Linked DNA regions of Salmo salar: region 1 is linked to region 2. A link is a contact called in public Hi-C data. All regions are on one chromosome and are shown on one strand. The core of a region is the stretch at or near the end of the contact, and the rest is flanking DNA. Distances in the headings are between cores, read along the strand shown. Region 1 overlaps LOC106577245 (S-adenosylmethionine synthase). Region 2 holds the start of LOC106577246 (transmembrane protein 150A).

Region 1 (2,700 bases), core at 180-2,679, 53 kb before region 2:
TAAAAATTTGTTGCAGTAAATTTTACACCAAATGTACATTTTGACTCGTAACAGGAGTGGAGAAAAATTATGAGTGAGACAGAGTGAGCGGTTAGGGACCGTCTGTAAAGGTGGAGGTGTTATCTTTATCAGCATCATAAAAGCTGATCGTATTTCAACCACATAAAATATGCATCCAAGCATAACTGAAATCTTATCAAAAACATGTTGGGTCATTTTAACAGCTTCTCTTTCCTCGTTCATCTCTGCTTCTCTCGTGCAGAAAATACGTTTAGGGGCCGGTGCAATACCAAAAAAAGGGGATCCCCCCCCCCCCCAAATAAAATCAGTTTGATTGGTTTTCAGGAAATTAAATCCTGAAAACCAATCAAACTGATTTTATTTGGGGGGGGGGGGGGGGGATCCCCTTTTTTTGGTATTGCACCGGCCCCTAAACGTATTTTCTGCACGAGAGAAGCAGAGATGAACGAGGAAAGAGAAAACAAACTTTACTAATGTCAACTGGATTTAAGCATTCATTCTATTGATTTATGCACATGTTAAATTAACACACACCTTATTTGCAATATTCACAGAATGCCTTGCCTTTCGAGTGAATTGTAGAGTTACCACCCATGACTATTTGTTAGCGGCAGACATGGTTGTTGCATTCATCCATCATTCATGCGACTTTCACCAAGTGTGATTCTAAGCAAATATGTTATTGTTTCACACAATACAACACATATTTCATAAGGCCTGCAACTCACATCACTCTATATTGCTAAATTATGTGTAATTCCGATTGGATTCCAGCCAGATTGGGAATATCCAACATTTGGAATTTGTACTCACCCGCAACCTGCATTTATAATGACTGCCGGGTTAGGAAGACTAAAATATCAGACTACCTAAAGCATTTCACTGTAAGGTCTACACCTGTTGTTTTCGGCGCATGTGATAAATACAATTTGATTTGATCTAAACTGGAATACCATTACAGTAAAAGGTGCAAGTAACAGATTGGATTAGTTTCGAAAAATGTATGATATTTATGAGTAGCATAAGATTAATCAATGCAAAAACACTTTGAAACATGTTGACAGCAGATGGGACTTTTATTCATAACATTGCTAATTTAGCTAAATTAACTGGCTAGCTAGCAACGTTTGGTGGTCACTGAGAGTTAGCTAACCAGCTGAGCTAGCAAACAATGTATCATTTCGGATTTGAAAAATACTCCATCAATGGGCTCTGCATTTCAGGAATCACAGTAGCAAATACTCCTGGTGCACTATTCAATGTTTTAGCCATTTAAACATTACTTTTCTTTAAAAGAAAACACTTGTTTGTGCCGTAGTCCTCACCGGCTTTCGTGTGTTTTAGGGTGCGTTCGTAAATTCAATCAGGAGTGCCAGAGTGCCTTCAGGGAGTTCGTAAATTAAGAGCGTTTCGCGGACACTGGACACTCGGGCCGAGGAGTTGGGGTGATCGAGTGTTATGGCCAAGCTTGCTAGCTACTTCCAGCCACAAACGAGAAAACAATTTCACTCGCCCTAGAAGAGCTGTTTTCATGTTATCCAGAGCGTTGGGGACTGTAACTGCTGCGAGCTACAATTTAATTACGCTTTTTTTTGCCGACGTTTACTGACACCGGCCATATTCAACGGATGTTGAGCGTTCGTAAATTCGTCAGCTATTCTGCGCTCTGAAACCAGAGGCGATAGCCAGAGAGAATGTAAGAACCTTAAACGTGAGCTTGTCCATATGTGGAATGTCAGACTCGACGACAGTTGCTACCCATTGGAGCGCTGCGATTGGTTGCCCCACATTTTGGGGCGGGGCTTAGCTGAGGGTAAATTGTGACGCTCGTCACTACTTTTTAATGCTTTTTATGTTTATTCTGAAAAAAAAGATACATGTAGTGATGTCTTAAGTTTGTATTGTATTGTAATTTGAAATGTTATATAAAAAAAATACTAAACGATTACAAAAAAAATTATAGAAAATATATAAAAAACGATATTAACCCCTCCACTCTGTCCATATCACCTGAAGATGGTGCTATAAGTCCTGTATTGGTATTCATCCATAATGGAAGCGGAATATGTATCTGCAGGTTCAAACCACAACCTTTAATCAACCAAATATTAGAAGGGAGATCACCCTCTAACTTGGTTTTCGGATGTAGTTACAACTCTTATTTTTGCTCTGTATCAAACTGGTTTATATTATATGTAGCTTTGTAAAGATCAAATTCACAAAAGTCTTAATTTTGTAATTATATCATCGATACTGCAGGACAGTTTTTACAATGCACTACTACTACTACTACTACACAACACCAACAACAGGTATGCAGTCAGACGACACAGGTCTCTTATCCCAGGGATGTCTTGGGCTGTATACTGTACCTCTTACCAGTGTTACAGTTGACCAAATGTAGCAGTAGAAATAGCTTTGAAGAATAAGGCTTTATAACCACTTATAAGGCATCATAAGGATGCTTAATAACTGTTCATAAGGCCTTAATGCTTTATGATGTGTCTATGAACCCCTGCTCAGTCCTGTTTGACTAAATGCTATTTGTATCTTCATCTGTAGTCTAGAGCTATTGTAGAGCTGCTGCTGGGATCTCGCTGTAAACAATATTAGCCGCCTTGAATTAACTGTTCTCATCTCTGATGGCTGATAAGGTTTGATGTATTTAGTATTCTGACT
Region 2 (2,700 bases), core at 155-2,654:
GGCCTATAGCAATAGGCCTACAGGCTACCTGAACCTGCTATTTTGAAAGAGTGAGAGAGGGAGGGAGGGATAGGAAGGGAGGGATGGATGGAGAGAGAGATATAGAGAGATGGAGGTAGAGATTAATCACAGCCCAAGCTATAATACAGACAGTAGTGATCTAAGGCCACATGCAGGCCTGGGGAGAGAACTAATCCACTCATATCACCATGGAGCCCTGGAATGCACAGCAGCTATGCAGCCAGGTTCTATGACCAGAGCAGTGGTGGTTGGCAAAGTTGGTTTGCATGACTAGATACTGTCCAATCCTGCCATAAAATGTCAGGTATAAAAATAAAAAAAATCTATATAAAACTATGGCTGTGGATTGCTTTATCATGGTAGTTTGACGTTGTATGACAGTTGGCCACTGACTGACTGTTTGAGATTCTGTGCCAGACATGTTGTGCCTTTGGCCAAAGAACCAAACAACAATGGACTATTTTGAGTTGGCTTAAAAGATCAACAAAAAGCAGAAACACTCACACAACCCATATTCCAGTGATGGTCAAGGAAGGCAGACTAACAGGTAGTATGACCCAAAGAGACATGTCCTCTCCCTGCTCTGTCCCTCGGTCCCTCTGTTTCGGGAAATAGCCCTCTTCTTCTTTCTCCTCGTCCTTGGCCAAACTCGCACTCTCCTCTCATGGACTAGCATTTAACTCCAGGTAACTGGCAGTCGCATCTCAGCCGACGTGTTTGTGACTTGAAGGCGAGGAAAGGGAGTGAGCGGAGACGACGTGTCCAGTCTGGAAAGAGGAAGAAGATAGGCTACTCAACATCACCATCATCGTGTTGTCACTATTGGCTATTATGAAATCTGGACAGATGACTGGGTGACTATAGTCAACTGGTTTACAGTGTAAACACACAAGATGATATTAACTTTTTAGACACTTTCGCAGCAAAATATTCATTATTCAGTTAACGTTAGCGGTTTGATGCTAAATTGCCCATCAACTCTAGCCAATTGTTACAGGAAATAAAGATAAGATAGATTCTCAGCATCTCACCGTTTCCCTTTTGGAAAGATTCGTTTTTCGCTCCCAACTTTCGTTTCACCTCACTCTCGTCTCGAGCGCCTATAACTGCAACAGCTCTGTCAAAAGGCACCTTTTCACGAGGCAAATCTCTCCTGTGTTTCTCACGAAAAATACCAACGAGTCAGTATATATTCGTTTTAAATATTTTGGCAGTTTTAAGTCCCCCTTGTTCGTTTTTCTTCTTTGAATGGACAATTACTGTGTGTCTTTTCTGAGGGAACGGACGGTGTTTCGTGTATCTCCGTGGGGAGGTAGCTTTGTCAAAAATCATCAAAGCAGGCTTGCCAGCTGTTGAGCGCAACTCCTCCCCCATCCGGGGTTATTGGGTGCCTTCAATTTATCTCGCCCGGTTGGACAAGAGGTGCAGAAAACGACTGAATATCCAATGGCCACAAATGACGAACTCCGATCACCGACGGTCAGGTGAACTAAATCAAGCGAACCTATTTGTTTTCTCGCGCCTCCACCATGCATCGGTGTTCGAGCCTGCAGTTTAGCTCTGATTTGTTTGTTTGACTAATGCTTTGTATGTTCGTTTGTTCCTGTTTTAAGAAAAATTGTTATCCTCATTATTCTGTGAATTTAGGTCACGCTGTTGACAACAGTGTCAACAGCGTGTATTAACTAGGCCTACATCCCAATAACCGTTTTCGGCACGCATGTCTTGTGGTATATTTTTGACACCATGGTGCATCTCAATAGTCTGCCTGGGAAGTAGAACTTCTTGTCAAACCAAATAGGTGGCATGAAATGAACATAGCTTAGTAGAAGGTACACGATTGCGTCATGTACATTACATCTAAATCCGTAGAGAAACAATTTCAGCATTCATTCATCCATCTCCATGACTATTTCAAACCACAGGAGGTTGGTGGCACCTTCACTGGGGAGGGCAGGTTCATAGTAATGGCTGGAACGGAATCAATCAAATGAAACTTTATTTGTCACATGCGCCAAATACAAGTGTACACATTACCGTGAAATGCTTACTTACAAGCCCTTAACCAACAGTGCAGTTCAAGAAGAATAAAATATTTACCAAGTAGGCTAAAGTAAAAAGTAATAATAAAAAGTAACACAATAAGAATAACAATAACGAGGCTATATACAGGGGGAACCTGTACCGAGTCAGTGTGTGGGGGTACAGGCTAGTTGAGGTAATCTGTACATGTAGGTGGGGGCGAAGTGACTATGCATAGGTAACAAACAAACAGTGAGTAGCAGCAGTGTACGGGGGGGCAATGTAAATTGTCCGGTGGCGATTTTATGAATTGTTCAGCAGTCTTATGGCTTGGGGGTAGAAGCTGTTGAGGAGCCTTTTAGTCCTAGACTTGATGCTCCGGTACCGCTTGCTGTGCGGTAGCAGAGAAAACAGTCTATAACTTGGGTGACTGGAGTCTGACAATTTTACGGGCTTTCCTCTGACACCGCCTATTATATTGGTCCTGGATGGCAGGAAGCTTGGCCCCAGTGATGTACTGGGCTGTTCGCACTACCCTGTCAGATGTCGAGCAGTTGCCATACCAGGCGGTGATGCAACCGGTCAGGATGCTCTCGATGGTGCAGCTGTAGAACCTTTTGAGGATCTGGGGTACCATGACAAATATTTTCAGTCTCC

The links. A called contact is a pair of places that touch in the nucleus more often than the background predicts.
Region 1: a contact with region 2 is called in a Hi-C map of muscle, with 7 times the contacts expected there. The contact joins the enhancer-like site here to the promoter of LOC106577246 in region 2. A contact is called at or near these places in 2 of 3 Hi-C or Micro-C datasets (gill and muscle).

The regions. Positions count from the first base shown.
Region 1 is chrssa18:31,184,355-31,187,054 of Ssal_v3.1, reverse strand. It overlaps LOC106577245 (S-adenosylmethionine synthase), which reads left to right. Exons shown (of 9, transcript XM_014155171.2): 9 at 1-32. Among protein-coding and RNA genes, the nearest start is that of LOC106577245, 14 kb to the left of the region's middle. Within about 2 kb of position 1,429, at least 8 of the 13 cell types and tissues checked have an H3K27ac peak or open chromatin away from gene starts, as enhancers often do. A contact at or near this core is called in gill and muscle, where this site is marked.
Region 2 is chrssa18:31,131,677-31,134,376 of Ssal_v3.1, reverse strand. It overlaps LOC106577246 (transmembrane protein 150A), which reads right to left and starts at 1,404. Exons shown (of 8, transcript XM_014155172.2): 1 at 1,053-1,404; 2 at 526-788. The coding sequence starts at 590.